Linked DNA regions of Capsicum annuum: region 1 is linked to region 2. Evidence: chromatin contacts called from public Hi-C data. All regions are on one chromosome and are shown on one strand. The core of a region is the stretch at or near the end of the contact, and the rest is flanking DNA. Distances in the headings are between cores, read along the strand shown.

The links. A called contact is a pair of places that touch in the nucleus more often than the background predicts.
Region 1: a Hi-C map of leaf shows a contact between it and region 2, with 3 times the contacts expected there. The contact joins the promoter of LOC107874389 here to the promoter of LOC107873461 in region 2. A contact is called at or near these places in 2 of 5 Hi-C or Micro-C datasets (both in leaf).

Annotation. Positions count from the first base shown.
Region 1 is chr6:35,593,857-35,600,991 of UCD10Xv1.1, forward strand. It overlaps LOC107874389, which reads right to left and starts at 2,737. Exons shown (of 1, transcript XM_016721184.1): 1 at 2,426-2,737. The coding sequence starts at 2,737. The coding sequence ends at 2,426. LOC124899683 (a long non-coding RNA gene) reads right to left here. Exons shown (of 5, transcript XR_007057021.1): 5 at 4,372-6,163.
Region 2 is chr6:35,393,399-35,401,069 of UCD10Xv1.1, forward strand. LOC107873461 (phosphomethylpyrimidine synthase, chloroplastic) reads left to right here and starts at 4,968. Exons shown (of 7, transcript XR_007057019.1): 1 at 4,968-5,125.

The sequences.
Region 1 (7,135 bases), core at 1,487-3,986, 200 kb after region 2:
GGGTCGCTAATGTAGGGAGGTAATTGGTGGGGGTGTATTCCTGGTATGATTCCGTATTCAATGTTCTGTTCCGTGTTCCGTGTTCTATGTTTGTTACGAATCTGTGTGCTTTCCTCTGCTTTATATTCCTGCATTCCTGCTTTACTCTGTTTTATATTCCTTATGGCTGCAGTATCTATGTTATGTCATCTGCTTCTGTGCTGTACTATGTGTTTGTTTGATATCTCGTAACTTGAGCCGGGGGTCTTTCGGAAACAGCCTTTCTACTTCATCAGAGGTAGAGGTATGGACTGCGTACATCTTACCCCCCCCAGACCCCACAAAGTGGGAATACACTGGGTTTGTTGTTGTTGTTGTATTATTGTGATGCTTGAGTGAGGGCTTGAATTGATATTTGATATCTAACATAACTCTTTACTACCATGTTACTATATGTTGGATTATATATCATGATCTATTTAGATTTGAGGAGATTTGAGCATATTTATATCAGTATTATGTTAATTTATCACATGACATTTGTTTGGTTTTCAACATGCATCTTTATTCCATTCATAGAATTTATGGAACTGGAATCACTGAGAGATACTGACTTTTTTGAAATAAATAAGATACTTGACCAAGTGATGTACTGGTCGAGTTGATTATGGTATTATGATAGTATATGGGTTGTAAAGCCCCATGGATCCTTTCTGTATCTTTATCTCTTTTGGTGTATAGCTTATCTATCCAGGGTTGGGATGAGGTAGGTGTCATCATGATCTTGACTTTTAGGTCCTGACAAATTAGTATTGGAGTGCTAGGCTCACTAGTCTCTTAAGTAAAAAATCAATATGTCTAATATTGTCCCGCTGATTGATACATTAGCATATATATCTATATTCAGGAGCCTATGGAAAGTCCTTATGAAAATATCTTTAATTTGATTCCATATTGTGTATAATGTTTGTCCAGTATTCTAAACTTGCACTCTATTATTTCAGCATAGATGGTGAGGACACATATGTTAAGCTCGTCATTTCAGGAAGTCCGTACAAAAGGACCCAAGAACATATATTAAGCTTGTCACAAGTTTTTACCAGTAAAGAGTAGACTAGCCAGATTCTAGTCCGAGTAGACTAGCCAAATTCTCAAGGACGTTTTGAGAGCTAGTTTGATTAACTTTGGTGGTCATTAGAACTAACTTTTGTCTTTGGTGAAGTTTGCTTAGAATAACAGCTACTAATCAAACATTCAGATGGCTTCATGTGAGGTCTTGTATAATAGGAGGTGTCGTTTACTAATTACTGATTTAAGTCCTTTAAGGCTAGGCCATACGGTACAGATTTGAAGAATGAGGCCTTAAATAAGGTCAACTTGATTTTTGAGTGATCGATCACAACTCAAAGTAGGCTAAAAAGCTACATAAATCAGAAGGTTTGTAAAATGGAGTTCATAGAAGTTGAGCAGATATTATTGAAAGTCTCACCTATGAAGGTTTTCATGCGTTTTGAGGAGGACAATTTGAGCTCGAGATTTATAGGTTGGTCAGTTGAAATTTTATCGTGTATTGGGGAGTTGGTCTACGAGCTTGCGTTGTCACCCAGCTTGGCAGGTGTTAATCCAGTTTTTCATTTATCTAGGTTATTGAAGTGCTATGAGGATTACAACTGGACACCATTTAGCTTGATAAGAATTTGAAACTTGAGGAGGAGCGTTTGTCCTATCTAACACATTTTTATAATCCGCCGTTAATCATATTTAACAATAGATTATTAGAAAATTTCATTAGCTATGAGCTCTTTAGCAATGAAATTCGTGAGTCATGACATATTTCAATTTTTTCGTAGCGTTTGTTGGAAGTCATAACAAAATTACTGTTTGACGTATTTGGATGGAGACATTTAACTCTAATTTTTCCTATTTTAAATATTGCATATCTAAAATAAAAAATTGTAATTAGAAAACTAACTTGATTGATTTCGACATTTGTCATAATAAGTAAAAATAAATCCAAACTAAATTGCAAACATCCTTTAACTAAGACAAGGCGTCTCTTCTACCAAACATCCTTTAACTAAGACAAGACGTCTCTTCTACCATCTTTAGGGTCGAACAATCCATCTTGGCCCGATGAGAAAAATCGTGAGCTCATACTTACCCTAAACTAATCTAGGGATGATTTTAATCTAGGGATGATTTTAATGCTTCGGATCATCCCAATCAATTGATAGTTACAACAGTTTAAAAGCTACATACTTCAACAAATTCATTAGAGTTTGTGCAACACTTTAAATAAGTTGATATCAATTGAATTATAGAATTGCAGATCAAATTACAAAGCGAAGACATATATAGATTGACATACAATATCAAGTGCATGACATTTATGAATGTTTTATAAGACTTCATATCCATTGATTTAAAATTCTAAATCCATCTCTAGTCATTCTTTCTTTGCAAAGAGGCCCCCGAAGCCTCCAAAACCATTGGAATTCTTCTTGGGAGGAGGGCTTGAAACTGATTTCTTGCTGCTGCTGACAGTTGTGGTGATACCACTCTTACCCTCCACTTTTTTCAAGATTGGATCAGTCTCCAATAATTGGTCTTCTTTTGTTAATGCCCCTAGGAAAAAATCCAAGATTGACTTCTCTTCATTGCTTCCTCCAGAACTTTTTGCTGATGTAGCTCTATTATATACTACTCTTCTTTGGGTAGTAGTTGCAATTGGAGGAACAAAAAAGTTCAAAGAAGCCATTCGAATTGGTTAATTCTTGAATTTTTGTATAGGAATTTGGTGTAATGAATAAAGGGGCAAGAACCAATATTGTAAGTGTAGGTAATATATCTTAGTTGTTTGGATTAAATTTTGGTCAGATGAGTGAAGATTGTGAAGAGAATTAAATGAATGTGTTTTGTGGCATGGGTTCTCCACAAGTGGCTTATCCTTTCCCTAGTCTTTTTTTTTTCTCCCCTTGTATTTAATGGTTTCTTCTTTTTCTTTAATATAATTTTATTTGTGTGAGTTGCTTACATCGTCAGTCTTAAGTCTGAATAAAGGAGGAAGGTCATATTATGCTGACAACCAGCATAAAACTTGTCAATTCATGATGAATCCTCATAAAAAGCTTACATGAAGAAATGAAGATTCATATAACCGACCTCAACTTAATTTGGGACTGAATATTATATATAAAATTTGTTGAATCTACCCATATGAGAAATAAAGTTTCTAGTTTTAAATTAGATGTTTGACATTGTTACAATTTATTCAGTTCATTAGAATTTTTGACTCCGCAAATGTAGGACATAAAGTAGTATGTGGTTCACACCCGTTACTCTTGGACTATACATATAGTAGAGTAATTTTATGAAAATAAACTCATGCTAAGTTGTCACATATGTATTAGCTGCAGCCTTATTCTGCCCTATTGTGTTTGTAGAATTTTGCAATGCTTCTATTTCAATTCTAATGTCTTACTTTATAGAAAACAAATCTTAAAAAATGATAAAAAGAATTTCTAAATTCATGATCTTCGATAAAAACATGCATAATCTCTTAAATCTTTTGATCTTAAATTTGTGATATAGAATGTTGAAATTGAAAACTTACAAAATATATAAAATTATATATATAAAAAATACATCTTTGATTCAGACAAAAAATGAAAGTAAGACACTTGAATCAAAATGGAAAGGGTATTTGTTTTGATGAAAAAGGAAAAAAGCTTTAGAAAATTAAATATTGCATCTTCCATTATTCCTTTGTTACATTTCATTTTTCTTCAATTTATTCGTGCCTTGTTCTGTTTATACTTTTCTTGATTCTTTTTTATTTGCTTAATATGTTTTCTAATTTTCTAAGGTGGAAGAAGAAGAAATAGATGAGAACTTCGTCCTGGCATGTGTGATAGAGGAGTTGACACGTGGCAAATATTGGACCAACTTATCATTAGCATGTTTTTGGACTTTGTATTCTACCATATGCTAATGATCACCAACCATCTTTTACTAAAAATGACCTTTTGATTGTGGTGTATACATTTTGGGTATATTTGGATGGATATAAGCTGACCCAAACCAAAGCACTGTTCGGCCCTAATATCCAGAGTTTAAACAGGGGCAATTGCACAAATACCTAATTTGGACACTCCCAATTGGGTAGTACAAATTTTGTACATTTAAGGATAAATTATGTAAAAACATAAATTTAAAAGGTATAAATATATTAAATTTCTTATTTTTTAAAATATTTCATAAAATTTGATATTTTTCCTTTTTCTCTTGATATATCGATAATTTATATCTATATCTATATCTATAATGTATATCTATATCTATATTTATATCTATAATCTATAATATATTAAAAGTCTGAAGACCCTAATTTGAACTTTTTACCCTTCATTAAAAGACTCCGCTTTAGATAAAATCGTCCTTTTCCTTTTCCTACAACTAAATATAGCAATTATTTTCTAAAATTAAATTGTCCAATTTTGTCCAAATTTGTAACAATCGTCTTTTTCCTTTTTCCTACAATTAAATATAGTAATTGTTTTCTACAATTAAATTATTTAAGATTGTCCAAATTTGTAGCAACCGTATTTTTCCAATTAAATATAGCAATTGTTTTCTATCTTTAAATTATTTAAGTTTGTCCAAATTTGTAACAACCGTATTTTTCCAAACAACGGTCTCCTTTTCCAAGCCGTCGTTTTTCTTTTTCCTGCCATCCTTTTTCAAGCCGTTTTTTTCCCTTTTCCTACAATTAAATATAGTAATTATTTTCAATAATTAAATTATTCAAGTTTGTCCAAATTTGTGACAACCGTATTTTTTTAAACAACCTTCTGCCTTTTCCAAGCCAAATTTTTTTTGTCCAAATTTGAATTTGATTTTTTCAAAATTCTCTCAAGGTTTTTCACAACCGTATTTTTCCAAATTTGTTTTTGTCCAAATTTAAATTTGTGTTCTAATTTTTTCACAACCGTATTTTTCCAAATTTACTTTTTCCCATAAATATTATTTCATCGTTTTCATCTGTTTCATCTATTTAAACGCTGTAATTTTTTATTATTCATCGTTTTTCATTGTTTTCATCTCAACAACTACTTCAATAATTTTAGTTTCAGGTTCCATTGTTTCTATCTCAGCAACTGCTTCAACAATTTCATTTCCAGATTTTTGATGTCACAACATCACTCCCTTTTTTCATTGTTAATTTGAAGACAATGTTACTCGCTATGAAAAATTAAATCAATTTGAAGACAATGTTACTTGTTATGTCAGCTTCAATTAATTAGCTTAACTTAGCTTAAGGTGTGCGTTAATCTACTTAGATCGAAGTGTTCATTAGTCTATGGCTCATTAATCTATTTAACTTTCAGCTGTTTGTTAATATGTTTTGATTTCTATTGCTCATAACTAATCTTCTTTGTTTATCCATCTACCAACAAGATTCACATATTCAGGTATAATTCATTCCATCTCACAAATTCTGTTATCAAATTATACGTTCTTGTCGTTCTAACTTTCACGCATGATTTCTTAAAGACTATCATACGATGGATTCTATCACCGAAGTTGTAGGAATCAACACTTTGAAGCCAAACGAGTGTATCTGGATGATCAAAGTCTTGATCATCGAAAGCGGGCCAATGAAACCGTTTAAGAATGGAGGTGGCTTTCGAAAAACTGTGATATTAGTTGACGCGGAGGTAATGTAAAACTGTTTTTCATAGATCCTAGAAAGTAAGGGAGAATAACAACTAAAAATAGTACGATATATAAAGAAATTGTATATTTACTTCTCCGTTGCAACAATGCTATCTGTATATACGTAATTGTAATTGTAAGAGAGTTGTAATGTTAAATTGTTTTCAACTATTGTCTTCAAATTATAAAATTATTATTCTTTTGCACCTTTCATGTTTTATAAATAGGTTGAACGATTGTCTTTACTTGAGTGTAAAACTGTACACAGGTTTTCCTGCGTAGCCCATAACTCACTGAACATTTTTTGAATTTTATAAGAGGGAAACTAATTGATAATAAAAGAGACTAGAAACTAACCTTGCACAATTGACCATTCTCCTTTCTCACAAGTAACAGGGAAAGAGTAAATTAAGCCAGCTAGGATGCCATAAGATCCATCAGAACAGACCTCCATTGACACTCATGTACCCTGAACAGAAGATGTACAGAAAAATTTAGTCTGATAGAAAAAGAATAAGAAAGTGACATGCATTTTGTAGATGTAACTATTATAAACTATCGAATAGGTTGCGTAACCCACAACTCACTGAACATGTTTCGAATTTTATAAGAAGAAAACTAATTGATCATGAAAGAGACCAGAAACTAACCTTGCACAATTGATCATTCTCCTCTCACAATTAACAGGGAAAAAGTAAATTAAGGCAGTTGAGATGCAATAAGATCCATCAGAATAGACACCCATTGACACACATATACTGTGAACAAAAGTTGTACAAAAAAATTTAGTCTGATGGCAAAAGATTTATGATGGCAGCTCCTTGCTGCTATACTCTGGTGATGAATTCCGTATTCAACCTAACCTTTTTTTGCAGAACAACAACAACAACATACCTAGTGTATTCCTACCTAGTGGGGTCTAGATAGGGTAGAGTGTACGCAGACCATACCACTATCTCAAGAGAAGTAGAGAGGCTGTTTCCGATAGACCCCCAACTTAGGACCAATAACAGTATAACAAATACAAAAAGTAAGCGGATACAAACTAGTATGATACACAAAACAAACTAACAGTATAACAAACACAAAAGATAGGTGCGTAATAAACTAGTACGGGATGCAAAAAAGCCAACACCATTAACCCCAAAAACTACAGCCCCAACACTATGAGGCAGAAACTCTAGACCCAAAGGAGCACTCCCCTATTATTACCATCGCGCTCCCACCCCCTAACCCACTACCCTAATCCGCATCCTCCACACCTTCCTATTAAGGGTCATGTCCTTTGTAAGCTGTAATTGCTCCATATTATGCCTAATCACCTCCCTCCAATATTTCTTCGGTCTACCTCTAGCCTGCCTAAAACCATCCATAGCCAGAGTCTCACACCTCTGCACTGGAGCATCAGGGGCCCTCATCATCATATGCCTGAACCAATGTA
Region 2 (7,671 bases), core at 3,718-6,217:
TGAGTTCAGAAAAAATAAATTAACATCACTGAGTATAGTCTTTTTATTTAACTCTTTCATCAAGAAGAAAAGAATGTCATATAATTAAAAAAATACTAAAAGAATGTCATATAATTAAAAAAATACTAACATTTTACATGTGGATGGTAATGTGGCATAGTCATGTGGGTTTTTTTTACGGAAAAGGCTCAAAAATACCTTGATGTATTATTCGTTGTAGTACTTGCTAACGAAATTCAAAATCTAATCATACGTACGGAATGAATAATAGTAGAAAGAAATTGTTTCACTTCACCAAAAAAATTAGCCAACTTATTATATCGACCTCTAAAATTTGTTGAACATTAAAGTTTCACACATGAAGCATCAACGCAATAGCAAAGTGAGTAAATTATAAATACATTATAGATTGTAACTATAGTTTTAATATTACCACTGAAGTGGTTATAACAAAATATAGAACAAAAGTTGAGATGAGAATTGTTAGTTAAAGACTCTAACTATGAACAGGGATTAGGGAAGAAACATATCATATAAATGCACGACTTCACCTCATAAGTCACAACTATACAAAAGAGGTGGTTTCTATGATTAGGAGTTTGAACTATATGACTTCCTGATCACGTGGCTACAACTTTACTGTTGCACCAGGGATTCCCTAAAAGACACGATCGACCTAATCCCATTAGGATCATCAAAGTCGAAATATTTTTGAGCCTTTTTCATAAAAAAAAGTTACGTGACTATGCAACATTATCATCCACATATAAAATGTTAGTATTTTTTTAATTATATGACATTCTTTTCTTCTTGATGAAAGAGTTAAATAAAAAGATTATATTCAGTGATGTTGATTTATTTTTTCTTTAACTCAATGAATGTTGATAGTTTTTCTAATTTTATCTTTAATCATCAAATATTCTTAGAATTTTTAAAAATTCCACTTTCAGAAAAGTAAATAACATTTAATATATTTTAATCATTGAAAAAACATGGATATAGTTTTCTTTAATAATCTAAGTGAAAAGTTTATCATATAATGAAAAAAATTGAATAATTTATTTTCCTTTAACAAAATTTATTTAGTACCTTCCAAATGTCGAGAAATTTCAAAAACGTTAAACTAAATTCAGTAAAAACACTGATTTATTTTATTTAAATATTTTTAGAAATTTTTAATTTTACAGATCATATTTTTTTTCAGATCAATAAAACTGTTTTGCAAGAAAATAAAAATAAAAATAAAGAAGAAAGGAATGTCATATAACTAAAAGATATAACATTTTACATGTGGATGGTAATGTTGCATAGCCACGTGTTTTTTTCTTTTAATTTTGGTAGCATGCTTGGTGGAATTTCGTTAAGGAAAGGGGTATTTTTGAGCTAAATATTTAACAGAGCGGTATTTTTAAGCCAAAAAACTAACGAGGAGTATTTTTGATTCATTTCAGATAGTTCAGGGGTATTTTTGATCCTTTTTCGAATTCCGTTAGAGGAGAGGTATTTTTGAGTCAAATATTTAACGGAGGGGTATTTTTAAACCAAAAATCTAACTAGAGTATTTTTGAGCTATTTTAGATAGTTCAGAGGTATTTTTGATCTTTTTCCATTAAATCAATAGTGAACAAATATTATTGAATCACATATTTTTGGCAGCTTGTCTATGATCATTTTCAGCAACTTTAGCATTTTGGTCCGTTGTCATTTTCTAGCCTAAAAGTAATGTTATCATGCTCTTATCTATTCACGTGTCAAAATTCTACAATCTTTTCCTTTCTATGTGCATTGGTTGACTCAGCATTTAGGAATTGTAGGAATTGTAGACGTTTGAAAGGTTTGAATACGTATAGTGATATTTCAGAATTTACTTGAAAATTAAAAGATTCAACTATCTTTTTGATTTAGTGGGTGTTTTTCTAAATTTTATACTAATTTTTATATATTATTTGTATAATTATACTTAATTTGTCTCGAATTTAGCTGATGCCAGAGCACAAAAAAAGGGTCATAGGTCTGCCCCTATCTAAGTGTGTTGGTTTCAGTAGACATGGAGGTAACGAGTAATCGTGAAATCGTTGAAGTGTGTGTAAACTTATCAGGCATTGTTATTCTTGTTAAAAAAAAAAAGTATCAACATTCAATTAGAAAAGCTACAAACCAGTAGTATCTTTACTAAGAAGTACAGTTTACTGGATCCTTAATTAAGTTCAAATGTTTGATGATGCAAGATTGCTCGAAATAACGTTAATCCGTGGAATTTGTTTTCCATTGTTTCATTTTTAAGGAATTAATTTTTCTTTAGAATATTTTTTGTCAAAAAGTTTGATCAAGCAAATATGAAAAAACTGAAAATTTTCTTCCGTATCACATGCATCCTTAATTGTAGAGTAAATTTCTAAAGTGCTCACTCAAGAAAATTATGAAGCAAGGTTACTTTATTTTATTGGAAAAAGGGTCAAATATATTCTAAATTTTTAAAAATGATATGTGAAAATATTCGTTATATTTTTAAGATGCTAATATTAATATTGTTATATTTTTGGGCCGCATATATTTTCAAAATGATATAAAAATACCATTCATTATATTTTTAGCTAATCAATGTCTTTATCTTATGTTTGGGCCATCTTAAGTTACCTGAAAAGACACGTAGCATTTACTGTGTATATACCTCATATTCTTTTATTTTACCCAAAATTACCCATATCATATTATTTTATCCACATTAAACCAAAATAAAAATTTAGCCCATGATTCTTTCTTCCAAAAGACTCTCACCCGTTGCTTTTCATCTCACTCACCCTTAACAATGGGTAAGGGTCTTTTGGTAGAAAAGAATCGCGGGTTAAGTTTTATCAAGATCTAATGGGGGTAAAATAATATGATATGAGAGAAGTTTTAAATTTTGCATAAAATAAAAAAAAAAGTGATATATGCGTTGTGATAATGTTACGTGCCTCTCCAGATAATTTAATATGACCTAAAAGTATCATGGTAAATGCATTGACAAGTTAAACGTATAACAAATGGTATTTGCATATCATTTTTAAAAATTTGAGGGCTATAAATGACCCAAAAATATGATGATAAGGATATTGACAATCCAAAAATATGATGAAGAATATTTGCATATCATTTTTGAACGTTCAAAGATATATTTATTCTTTTACCGTATTTTATTTATATTTAACCTTTTACCTTATTTTATTTCATAGAAAGTCACTCAATTTGGATGTTGTATCCTACAAAATCACTATTGTTGATTATAAACTAGATTCAAGATTTACGAGAAATCTTTCTTAGCATTTCAAATTCTAGTTTATATTATTTGGTGTGGGATTCAACTAGTAGTTTATCACTCTTTTCGTTTAAAAAAAAATGATTTATTTTCTTTTTTTAGTCTGTTTCAAAAAGAATGATCCCTTTTTTTTTTTGACAATATTTTGATTTCAACTTTACACGTACATATTAAGACCGCAAAATTGAAGAATATTCTAGTACAATTGACACAATTTTAATTTAGGACCACACAAATCAAAAATTTTCTTTACTTTCTTAAATTACGTGCCAAATTGAACTAAATCATTCTTTTTAAAATAAAGAAAAAGTAATAAAATTTATGCAAATATGTATTTTAGGAATCATTTTCGATCACATTAAAATTAGAAAGAGCTTATTTACCCGGAAAGTTACTAATTAGAAAATTAAAACTAGTATTTTATGAAAACATTTTCTTGGGATCATTTTCGATATCACCAAAACTAGAAAGTGCTCATCTACCGGGGAAGCTACTAATCAGAAAATTAGAACTCAAAATATAGTGTTGTATTTAGAAAAATAATTAAGCATTTCCTTTTTTTTTTTTTTTTTTTTTTTTTCTATTTGGTGATGATGTAAGAAATGAATAGGTTTTAATTTTAATTCTTAATTAAAAAAATGATAAATTATAAGCCCCGTGACTATTTTTAGTAATGGTTACATAAATTTCAATCCTTTAGAGTTAATTATTCTCTATTTAATTTTTTTTTTTACAAAAATATTAAAAATCCTTGATTTAGTGTAGGGTATATCACATTTTTTTGAGATATATCACTTAATTTTACGCGGATGCATCACATAGTTTTACACGGATACATTACATTCCACCCAAATATATCATATTCTTTCGAGTACGTCACTTAATTTTACATGGATGCATCACATTTTTTTGGATACATCACTTAATTTTACATAGATACATCACATTTTTCTGTAATGTATCAGAGTTTTAACGTAAAATCAGAGGTTTATATAATTATTTAAAAAGATTGAAATATTAAATAATTATGATTAACTAAGTTATGGTATTGATTTTTCCTTATTTTTAAAAGCCAAGTTTGATTCATTAAATATATTTTTAGACAAAACATAGAATTTGAATATTTCTAAGGCATTTTTGGTATTGGCATAATATAGCTCTTGAGGCAGTGATTTGAAACTAATTTTCTACAGTGATTTGAAACTAATTTTCTACAGTAATTCATCAATATAGTCTTTAACTTGCCATTAATTGATATTTATGTTTTCTTCCATCAATATAGTCTTTAACTTGCCATTAATTGATATTTATGTTTTCTTACTTTGAATATGCATAAGTAAATATTTAAATTTGTATAAAATTGAATAAGTAAAAACGCATATCCTACTTGACATTTACGTGCCAATTCGTGTGAGATTGTCATGTCCTTACTTGTACACACTCTACACTTAAAATTAAACCGCATAAATGCTAGTTGAGACCAAATTAAAAAATATATTTATGTAATGCCTTAAGGTATTTCGACCGGGGTATTATGGTACAATCATATAAACAAAAATATCTAGGAGAAAATATATAGAAAAAATATCTAACAGGACGTGGGGAACAAATGAGTAAGCCAGGTAAGCTCTAGCAATCTAGCTTATTAGTTTTGACTGTTTGAGTGACTGGAAAATGTCCCTATAAATTAGCACTAGTAACAGATATTGGTCATATCGTCACTGATATTTCTCTCTCCCAAAAAAGAAACTCATTTCAATTTTCATCATTTTGCTTGTGTTCACAGATAAGGCAGACAGACACAGAGCTCTAATTCATTTGCTTAAGGTTCATTTTTCTCTCTCCAATTTTTTGATTTAATTAATTATTTTATGCTACGTTGTTCTGACTCTTAAAAAATATTTTACTCATGTCTAATTTTCGAAAAGAAGAAAGCATTTCTGAAAGATCTCCTAGAAAATGTATAGGATCTTTTAAAATTAACGCATTTTGAAAGATCTACACATGTGCACGGGCGGTGTGAAGTAGAGCTGCGACTTTTATTCTATTGAACCTCCCTTCCACTGAAAATTATATTACTATTTATATATATGGTAAAAATTATTTTTTATATATATGAATACTGCATGTTGAATTCCTTCGACTTTTTGGTGTATTTATGTAAAAATTCTGATTCGCCAATATATATAGATTCTTTCAACATAGAGCTAATGTATAGATTCTTTCATGCATGCCTTTTTTAATCCTTTTGGAGTTCACTACAAAGAAAACCAAACTTCTTTGCAAAATTATTCATAGCTAACATAATTTTTTTTAATCCATCGTTAGATAGGATTAGCTATAGATTTTTCTGTTTAGCTAGAGTATTTCTGTATGTGGTTAATTCGTATGTTTTGTTTAGTTGTGAAATAGTCATTCAACATAAGAATTTTTTAGGCAAAAGTAAAAAAAATCTATCTTTTGTGTTTTAAAATCGCTAAACTTATGGATGGTTATTCAGAAAATAAATTTGATTGAAATGTCCATTAAGCAAAAAGCCAAGTAGGCATGCCAAATCAGCTGACAGGTGCTTTTCATGCCAGGCAATAGGGCTTGGCTGTTGTTCAAATTTCAGCCTTTGATATGTTTTTCTGCCTCTTCGATAGTAGCTTGTTTAGCCAAACTTTTAAAATTAACTTATTTTGAAAAAGTTTTGTTTAAAAAAGTACTCCCTTCGTTTAAAAAATAATGATCTATGATTTGACATAAAATTTAAAACAATAAAGAAATTTTTGAATCTCGTGGCCTTAAATTAAAATATTGTCAAAAAAAGAGAAAAGGGTCATTCTTTTTTAAACGGATTAAAAAAGAAAGTAGGTTGTTCATTTTGAAACGTAAGGAGTAGTACTTTTCATGTGATGCGGAAAGTTAGGTTGAGATGGTTTGGACATGTGATGAGGAGAGACACGAATGCCCCAGTTCGTAGGTGTGAGAAACTAGCTTTGAATGGTTTTAGATGGGGTAGGGGTAGGCCGAAAAAATACTAGAGAGGTGATTAAACGTGACATGGAACAGTTACAGTTTACTGAAGACATGACCCTAAATAGGAAGGTATGGAAGACAAGAATTAGGTCGGTGCTTGTGGGTTGGTCGTAGCCAGTAGTTAGGAGAGTTTTGGGGTAGCCGGGCTGGTAATCTTAGGGCTATGTCCATAGGTTGGAGTTGCTAGTAGGAGGGTATGGGGGTGGGGGTGCCTTTGGTTTGTTAGTGCAGGGTATTACTTTGTGAGTGTTTTATTTCTGTTATTCCATCTTGTTTCATGCTTTATTACGAATTTATTTACTATTCTTTGTCTTGAGCCGGGGTCTATTGGAAACAACCTTTCTACTCCTCTAAAAGTAGTGATATAAACTGCGTACATTTTATCTCCCCAAACCCACTATGTGGGAATATATTGGGTTTGGTGTTGTAGGAAGTAGTACTTTTGATCAGAAATAATTTGTGTTTGGTCGATAAATTTAAAAGTTCTTTTTGACCAAATTTTTTAAAAATATTTTAAAGTGTATATTTCTCAAAGTGCTTTCTAAGAAAGTATTTTTGGAAGTTCTAGCTTTGGTGGACAGAATTACCGTATATCTATTGACAGTGAGAGGTGACAAATATTCTTTAGATTTAGTCGAAGTGCACGAAAGTTGATTCGGACATCACGGTTATAAAAAAAAATATTTTTGAAAAAAAAAGTTCTTTTTTTTTAGCTTCTACTATTCATAGAAACACTGGGTGAGTTTGGTATGATGGAAAATATTTTTGAAAAATGTTTTCTATTTTCGCTTATTTGGTTGTAATGAAATGTTGGGGAAAATATTTTCCACAACAACTTATTTTCCTCAATTTGATGCAAAATGACTTCCCTCATGAGTCAAAGGAAGTCATTTTCCAGAAATTGAGAAATGTGACTTATGACTCTACCTCCACCCCTCTTCCCCACCTCAACAACACTCATATTCACATGACTCAAAAAATTCGCATTTCTAAAAAGTTTACATTACTCGAAAATATTTTTCACTCTGCTTTGCTTCAATTTTTCACTGCTTGAAATAAAAAATAGTGAAGCCCGGATTTTTTTTCATTTTCAATGTTCGTTGAATGTATTGTTATTTTCGTATTCATAGAGGAAGACTTATCTATGTTACTTTTGTTAATTGCATATTTAATCTTGTCATCGATGTAACTTGTTTCACGAGGTTGAATAAGCTTATCGTTCCATTATATTTCTATTGATTGTAGTATCTTGATATTATCCTGGAAATATGTTGAAAAGTGTCTCCTATACTTCTTAATTAATAGTTGCTTAAATTTAGTAATTGTAGTACTTTAATATTCGATATTGATAT